Regions from separate parts of the Oncorhynchus mykiss genome. Here region 2 is linked to region 1. Evidence: chromatin contacts called from public Hi-C data. All regions are on one chromosome and are shown on one strand. The core of a region is the stretch at or near the end of the contact, and the rest is flanking DNA. Distances in the headings are between cores, read along the strand shown. Region 1 has its middle 2.7 kb from the start of LOC110529447. Region 2 holds the start of LOC110529451 (ribonucleoside-diphosphate reductase subunit M2).

Region 1 (4,598 bases), core at 920-3,419:
AAGCCAACACTTCCTTTGGCCGCCTTTCCTTCCAGTTCTCTGCTGCCAATGACTGGAACGAATTGCAAAAATCACTGAAGCTGGAGACATATCTCCCTCTCAACTTTAAGCATCAGCTGTCAGAGAAGCTTACCGATCACTGTACCTGTACACAGCTAATCTGTAAATAGCACACCCAACTACCTCATCTCCATATTGTTATTTATCTTATTGCTCTTTTGCACCCCAGTATCTCTACTTGCACATCATCATCTGCACATCTATCACTCCAGTGTTAATGCTAAATTGTAATTATTTCGCCTATATGGTATATTTATTGCCTACTCTTCTACATTTGCACACACTGTACATATATTTTTTATATTATACTATTGACTGTGCGTTTGTTTATGTGTAACTCTGTGTTGTTGTTGACTGTACGTTTGTTTTTGTGTAACTCTGTGTTGTTGTTTTTGCCGCACTGCTTTGCTTTATCTTGGCCAGGTTGCAGTTGTAAATGAGAACTTGTTCTCAACTGGCCTACCTGGTTAAATAAACAAATTAAAAAATGTAAAAGTGTGTGTATTGGCCCTCCAACATCACTTCCAGCAGAATCTGGTCTCCCATCCAGGGACCAACCAAGAGCAACCCTGTTTAGCTTCAGAGGCAAGCCAGCAGTGGGATGCAGGGTGGTATGCTGCTGGCTATATAGGGAATAGGGTGCCATTTGGGACGCAGACTCTGTGTCTGTAGAAACAGAACAAAGCACAAAAAAACACCCTCCAAATGTTGTTTTTTCAACTTTCTAGAATGTCATAGATACAGTATTAAGTATTCAGGGGCATATGGGTCCTATGTATAGACCTTGGCATGATTAAATGGAGTAAGAAGAATTCTAATTATCCTAAAAAGATAACGCTTCACTGAATGAATGTTTGACTCAAGCTAAACTCATGCTTACAAATGGATTTACCAAACAATGAATCTACCTACACACCCTCTCTTCATCTTTATTGCGGTTTACATGGTGCTAACTCCAAACCTGTCACACACACCACCACCAGAAATAGTTTATGACAAAAAATCAAGTAAAGCAGGGTAGATTACAGAGCTGAGGCGTGGGGTATGGACAAGGATAGCAATTACTGTAATGGATGACTCAGGTGATAGGTGAAAGATCTGTTTATGTGTCATTCAGCAAGGCACTTAACCATAATTGTATAAAACAGTCTGCTAAATGACTAAAAAGTACATTCTTACAAGCTACAACAGTACACTGGGCTCTCATTCTGCGCCAGTCAATGTTGCCCTCTATAGGGAAACATCAGACATTGGACTACAAGTGCAATCCACCTCAATGAGTACTGGCTAAAACACATTTCTGATATTGAATATCTGTAGCTTTATTCCTCTGTAGTTCAGATATAGCGTTGTCTATACAATACCTGTACAATACCTGTATAGACACCTGTCTATACAATTTCGAAATAAAAACATTTATGTTAAAAACCTTTTGGCAATAAATTGTATGCTTGTGTTGCACACTAAAATAATGTTGTTTCCTGACGGATGGATTTATTGGTAACACACACAGGAAGTTCCTGTTCTACAACAACAAACCGATGTGTTAATTTCTGAAGTGAAACAAACTAAAGTGTGTGAAAATGGACGAGGAATAAACGGTAGGTTATACAGTATAACTTCTTATAGAATTTTCACCACTTTTAGATTCGCCAGAAAATATATATTATCTTGTTGTGTCTAACCTTGCCGTTACAGCCCAACTGGCCGCATGTTTTTTAAGCCTCTCTGCCACAGGTGTGATTGAACGTTTTAATAATTGCATGCAAAACAACGCTTTTCAAACGCAGATTTTTCACTGGGCTCTTGCCCATTTATTAGCAGCGAATATGAAGCTAACCCATAAGCCGACAGATGGCGATTTTGAGTCATTTCATTTTACCATCCAAATATATGGACCGGTTTGTACATAAAACATTCAATTCAAACTGCAAAGGCGAAAAAACAGGAAAATATGCATACATTCTTTATGAAACAACATTTTCCACCACCATGAATGTTTTTTTGTACGAACCGGACCACGGGGAATAGGCGTGTATAGCCGACTACATGGATTCCCTTTGGACGGTAAAATGAGACGACTCTCTCCATCTGCCGGTCTTTGGGCTAAAACAAAACTTAAGAATTCAATGGCAGATTTGACCATGTGTCGCATAGGGACTGAATATTATTTATAATGAGGGATACCTGCAGACAATCGGATCTCTGAAATGAATGTTCCTCCCAAATGTAACATATTTGTACCCGACCCTCTCCCATACCCAAAATAAGAATTAAAACAAAGTGGATTGCACAAAACATATCTACCGTTTACACTCACTCCTAGGACCAATAAAAGTTTTAGAAACTGTTCTTTGCCATGCAATGCTTACAAAATGAAGTAGCCAGAAGGTTAGCACTGCCTGAATCAATCAACTTATTTTTGCCGGTCCTTGAAAAAAATGCATTTTTATAAATGCATGTCATGCAATTCTAGGTCCTTTTACATGACTGGAGACGAGCAGAAACTTTTAGAATACCACAAAGCATGACAACGAATGAGCACATGCTGCAGCACCAGAGACGTTTTGATTTATTTTTCAGGCTATTGTTAAAAAAGAAGAGAGACAACTTTAGCACTGTTCCAAACGTAGACTATCAAATGTAAAAGTTGAGCACAACAGAACCAGTTACAACTTAAGTATCATCAATGAATTAGAGAAATAGCCATTCATTGTTTCACACGGCAGCCACATATCATCAGGTACAGTGCATTCTGACATTCAGACCCCTTGACTTTTTCCACATTTTGTTACATTACAGCCTTATTCTAAAATGTATTTAAAAAATAATAATAATGCTCAATCTACACAACACCACATAATGTCAAAGAGAAAAACAGTTTTTTTTTAGAAATTTGGATACCTTATTATTTACATAAGTATTCAGACCCTTTGCTATAAGACTAAAAATTGAGCTCAGATGCATCCTGTTTCCATTGATCATCCTTGAGCTGTTTCTACAACTTGATTGGAGTCAACCTGTAGTAAATTCAATTGATTGGACATGATCTGTAAAGGCACACACCTGTCTATATAAGGTCCCACACTTGACAGTGCATGTCAGAGCAAAAACCGAGCCACGAGGTCGAAGGAATTGTCCATAGAGCTCAGGATGTGGTCGAGGCAGAGATCTGGGGAGCGGTACAAAAAATGTCTGCGGCATTGAAGGTCCTCAAGAACACAGTAGCCTCCATCATTCTTAAATGGAAGAAGTTCGGAACCAACAACACTCTTCCTAGAGCTGGCCGCCCGGCCAAACTGAGCAATTGGGGTAGAAGGACCATGGTCAGGGAGGTGACCAAGAACCCGATGGTCACTCTGACAGAGCTCTGGAGTTCCTCTATGGAGATGGGAGAACCTTCCAGAAGGACATCCATCTCTGCAGCACACTGCCAAATCAAGCCTTTATGGTAGTGGCAAGACAGAAGCCTCTCCTCAGTAAAATGCACATGACAGCCCGCTTGGTGTTTGCCAAAAGGCACCTAAAGGACTCTCAGGCCATGAAAAACAAGATTCTCTGGTCAGATGAAACCAAAATGTAACTCTTTGGCCTGAATGCCAAGCATCACGTCTGGAGGAAACTTGGCACGATCCCCACGGTGAAGCAAGGTGATGGCAGCATCATGCTGTGGGGATGTTTTTCAGACGCAGGGACTGGGAGGTTTGAGGGAAAGATGAGCGGAGCAGAGTACAGCGAGATCCTTGATGAGACCCTGCTCCAGAGCGCTCAGGACCTCAGATTGGGCGACGGTTCCCCTTCCAACTTGACAACGACCCAAGGCACACAGCCAAGACAATGCAGGAGTGGCTTCGGGACAATTCTCTGAATGTCCTTGAGTGGGCCAGCCAGAGCCTGGACTTGAACCCGATCTAACATCTCTGGAGAGACCTGAAAATAGCTGTGCAACGACGCTCCCCATCTCACCTGAATGAGCTTGAGCGCGGATCTGCAAGGAAGAAGCTCCCCAAATACAGGCGTGCCAAGCTTGTAGTGTCATACCCAAGAATACTCATGGCTCTAATCACTGCCAAAGGTGCTTCAACAAAGTACTGAGTACAGGGGTCTGAATACTTATGTAAATGTCATATCTGTTTTTGTTTTGTTTTTTTACTTTGCAAAAATATCTAAACCTGTTTTTGCTTTGGCATTATGGGGTATTGTGTGTAGATTGAGGGGGGGTGGCGATGACGATTTAATACATTTTAGAATAAGGCTGCAACATTTTTTGGGGGGAAAAGTCAAGGGGTCTGAATACTTTCCAAATGCACAGTATACACTTGTAATGCACTGTTTGGCCCTGTCCGGGGGTATCATCGGACGTGGCCACAGTGTCTACGATCCCTCCAGTCTCAGCCTCCAGTATTTATGCTGCAGTAGTTTGTGTCAGGGGGGTTAGGATCAGTCTGTTATATCTAGAGTATTTCTCCTGTCTTATTCGGTGTCCTGTGTGAATTTAAGTATGTTCTTTTTCTTTCTTTCTCTCAGAGGACCTGAGC
Region 2 (4,826 bases), core at 652-3,151, 68 kb after region 1:
TCCACTAAAATATAGGACAACAACGCCACTCAGTGAAAATAAAATAAAGTACAATTTCTGTGAGTAAAGATATATATTTTTTTTTTTCAGCTTTCCAGTTCGTAAGTTTATAGACACACACCATCATATCACACCTAAACGTAGCACTTTTTGTCAAGCTTTTGCAATATAATTCTAAATATATTACTATTTCATCCTGTACTTAATCATTTTTTCCTATTGGCAAAGTGACATAATGACCAAAAAGCTTAATCATATTTGCCCACGTTGAGTATGTTTTATTAATAAAATAACAAATAATTTGTAACCGTATGAATGATATATTGAATGAATTAGACAGGTTAGATAACTTGCAAAATAACCATTGTAAATACCACATCACCCACGCTGACCAGATGCGTCTGTGAGAGGACAAGGTAGCATTCACACGTTCCCTTTTGTTCATGCAGGATGGTTGGCCCACAGCCTTCTGCATAGGAGGTGACTGAGGTTAGGCAAACGGCAGATAGCCTAGCGGTTGGGCCAGTAACTGAAAGATCACTGGTTCAAATCCCTAGGAAATAAATATTATTTTCTACCCATGAGCAAGGCAGTTAACCCACAACTGCGCCAATGACATGGCCGTCGATTAATGTATTCCGTTGCGCCATTTATATATTACAATGGTTTTGTTTTAATTGTATCTCGCAAGCATCCGCATTGGGAAGTTTGTCACACAGCCAAACATTTATAATATTCCGTATAAACAGTGCCCATTATGTTCGGAGGAAATGGTTCATCCGTATATGGAGAGACAATGTAGATATGTATAGTAAAGAGTAGCACTGGTAAGGCAAATAACTACTCTTTGTCCTACTTTTCAGTGCAACCTTACCTCCGATGGGGCCAACTTCATTGTTTTGACCGTCTTTTGTCTCCTTTTGACTTTGTGTCCAGCAGCACGTAACAAAACAGTGGATTGTCATCACAAATTTGATTGGCCAAAATAAAAAAATACCAACATGACTTGAATCACACCAGAATAATGTAAAACTACTGTTTCATCCAGGTAGCATTATTTATTTCAAAATGGTATCATGCCCCTCTGCAACTACATTAAACAGCTTTAGCTAAAATGAAAGTAAGATTACGGTCCAGCCAATCCATACGAAATGTGTGATAGACATCCACAAATTAATACGAAATGCTCCGAGACCAGGTTGGCTAAATTGGTCTTTCTGCTTAAATATCAGGAAAATAGTAACTTGGGTATGAAAGTTGGCCTTTGTCTGTGTATAATGTAAACAAATATAGATATCGTGAGCCATTTAAACGTTAAACTACATTGTATTTGTTGAGTAGGATTAGCTAAACAAGCCAGCTGGCCACATCAACAGAATGGATTGCACCCGTAATAGCAGATAAACACAATTTGTTTGCAGGCCTTTTCTATAATGGCAACTTAACCACAGTTTCAAGCAAGTTATAAAATCCTTTTGACTGCAGTTACATTTTATACTGCTTGTTCGTCAAATAAATCCGTCGAATCTTGTTGACATTAGCTATTCATCCAGCTTGCTATAGTAGCTAAACTTGCTTAACCCCGTTGCATTTTTTCTACTCATTTCGAACTTTATATATGACATTATATTTGGTATTTCCAACGTTTTAACCCGTTGTTACAAAGTGTGCTAGCTCTATTGTCTCACATTCGCGCGCCTTTTTTTTGACATTGTGTAACTCCTTCCTTTCACGGTTTTATAACCATCAAAAAAAGCTTAGACTTTTCCCGCAATCGTTGAAGTGACACGTGAGAGAATTGCAATCTGATTGGCTCCGCCACACCGGAAATGAAAATACCGACCATTAACTTTGTTTCTATTGGCTGCTCGGATTCCACCGCCAGAATTTCAATAAATAGGGAACTCCAAACGTTGTAATGCAGTTGCGGCATTGATTTGTCAGGAGAACTCTATACGCTTGTTGTACTGCATATGTTTGTGAATACATAGGGAAACATTACATTTTATTTTCCCCCTGCAATTTTACAGAAATTTAATTTCTCCTGTTGTATCGCCTATCTGTCATTCAAAATGCTTACAACTCGCTCACCACTCTCTAAGAAGAACACCAATGCAATCACCACTCAAATGGACAACATTTCGCTGGTTGACAAAGAAAACACGGTACGTTTGAACTACGGACATAACGTTAACTTTATTTTAAGCAGTTTGTCAGTGAGTGTGACCTCAACTGGTTAGTTAACGTTCTGTCAAGTCTAATGGTCATGTCTGTCTCTAGCACATTATTTAATTGAATCTAAAGGAAGCAAGGTTCTAGTTAACTAGTTAAGTTAATGTGTCACGGAATCTCCTTTTTTAAATGTTTCCTCATGCAGCCTCCTAGCCTGAACACTACCCGGATTCTGGCCTCAAGAACCGCGCGCAAAATCTTTGCTGATGACTCTGAGGTGAGTGAACAATACTTTTGCTTAGTGTTCAAACAAGTTTATGAAAAGCGACAATTTTACAGTTTCATGAGTTATGTAATTAGCCTGGTAATTCGCTAGAAGTTGATCTTGAGGTAGTCATTTGGCGCCAAGTGTTTCTAATCCTAGCTAGTTGACGTTAAGCTGGTGAGCCATCAAGTCATGATTACAGTATGCGCCTAGCTATCTAAACGTAAGTATTCAAGCAATGTTTTAAATAGCTCCGCTTTTGCATGACTAGTTACACAAGTTGGCTGCTCGCTGTTCATAAGGCTAGCTAGTAGCCTTCCACTCAATCCATGTTACGACAGCCTTTGTCTTGGCGGGGTGTGACAAGATGGCGGAGTGAGTGGTCGCATTAAACTGAGATCCTGAAATTTAAATTGAATTCAAGCCCTAATTTGAGTTTGACGACGAACAGTTAAAAGTACTTGTTTGTAGTCTTTGAAACATTTTTTTTTATTAGTCTGGTGGTTTCCACTTAACGTTATACTTCAAGCAAGTTCAGCCAAGGCTAGCTAGTAACATTAGCCGAGGTGGAAATTTAACGAACAAGCTATTCGACTGAATGCCTTTGAGAGGACTAAAAAAAAAATACCCTCAATTGCAAACGTTTCCAAAACTACAGAGTTGAATGCAGCATGCATTAAAGGATCACTGATGTAAACCTGTTGAAGGAGAAAGTTGGTGCCCTGACAAGAGACGCGGGGGGTTTGCTGTCATTAACGGCCACAGGGTGGGGCTACGTGACTGACTGGTTAATGCTTTGAGTTGGCCTGCTTATACAGTAGGTTAATGCATCTTAATACCGTTTCAACTAGTGAGTTTATTCGCGTAATCGTTTATCTAAACACCGCATATAGGTGATATTGCATAGGGCCATGCTGTTTGTATTGGCGAATTTTGGATGTGAACATTAATCAAGGTAAGCACTAAATGTGTTTTGTTTCTCATTTGATGGCATACTAAGATCAGTTTCATTTTGTTTCAATATCGATATGTATGTGAAACCCTTTATTTTCAGAGATTTATTTTAAGTTTGAGCCCATTTGAAGATCTAAACTATTCATGTTATTACACGACTTAACCATTTATTTCCCTTTATGGTCGTCCCTGTTTATTCTAGACAAGACAACTCTTACTCGGATACTGTATTATGCAACATTTAAAGTCCAGTTTCGTAGTTTTTTTTCAAGAGACACATTCCCCAGATGCGACTTAAAATGTTGGACTTCGCAATGGGGTGAAAGTCTTGAGTTGAAAAACAAATATTCTACAGATAACATTATGGTTGGAGGTGACTGTTGCTCCTGATGACTGAATGAATTGGTATCCCACCAGGCATTCTGCCCATTGTTTTAACTTAAGACCTTTCTGCTCTGACATTCCGATATTTGGCGTTCTTAGAATCTAACTTCAAAACAACCTTGGTTTAACTCTACAACTAGTAACAGACGATTAAAATCTAGAATTGATTATTGGTTGGCATCTCAAATTTTATTGGTCACATACACATGGTTAGCAGATGTTGTTGCTGCCCAGTCGGAACTAGAAGCACAAACATTTCAAGACACCCAATAAACACATCTAAGGATTCTTACAATCTTACGAATCTTGTCAGTGAATGTAGTATTTCTTCAGCTTCTCTGACAGACTACTGTTACTTTTTTTTTTTTTTTGATAGTAACTATTTTCTAAAGCACACTGGGAATTTAACTATTTCCTTTTTAAAGAATGAGTTTTGTTTAGTCTAAAGCTCTTAACAGAGACCTATCTCAATTCTGCTCTTCTGATGGGAAATGTGTTAAATTCAGAATTCAACTTGCCATCACTACTCACTAAAATGCTAGTTTGGAAGAGATTCTCCACGCAGAAGAATATAGATATTAACAGGCTGAGCAATAAACTTAATTTTAAATGAAGGTGGAAAAGCAGAGCTTGCTAAATGCCGATGTGAACTGGACGACACATACAATGATAAGGAACGGGGTGCTTTCATCTGTTCAAAAGCCAAATAGATTGAAAAGGGTGGGAATAACACCCTATTTCTTTCATTTGCAGACTAGGAATAGTGTTATTACATAATTGATGAAATGCTGTTAACTTGAAATTAAGAAAATGCACCCTTTCTACAGTTCACTATCAATCTCATCTTTCAGAAGGTGACTGATTCTTTTTATGATTCAGTTAAGCCTATAGAAGTGCGGTTTAAGAAACTGATTCTGATATAGATATTACGGAGTTGGACCAAGCCATTAAACAAATGCCTATAAGTAAATCTCCTGGACCAGATGGCCTGACTCCAGAATTCTATTGACATTTGGCCTGATATTATTTATTGTTTTTGGTCATTGCCAAT

The links. Hi-C and Micro-C count contacts between places; a contact is called where the count stands out from the background.
Region 2: a Hi-C map of liver shows a contact between it and region 1, with 4 times the contacts expected there. The contact joins the promoter of LOC110529451 here to the enhancer-like site in region 1. A contact is called at or near these places in 2 of 3 Hi-C or Micro-C datasets (blood and liver).

Annotation. Positions count from the first base shown.
Region 1 is chr8:14,628,607-14,633,204 of USDA_OmykA_1.1, forward strand. No RefSeq gene overlaps it. Among protein-coding and RNA genes, the nearest start is that of LOC110529447, 2.7 kb to the right of the region's middle. Within about 2 kb of position 2,170, at least 7 of the 11 cell types and tissues checked have an H3K27ac peak or open chromatin away from gene starts, as enhancers often do. A contact at or near this core is called in liver, where this site is marked.
Region 2 is chr8:14,696,466-14,701,291 of USDA_OmykA_1.1, forward strand. It overlaps LOC110529451 (ribonucleoside-diphosphate reductase subunit M2), which reads left to right and starts at 1,902. Exons shown (of 10, transcript XM_021611622.2): 1 at 1,902-2,165; 2 at 2,378-2,449. The coding sequence starts at 2,073.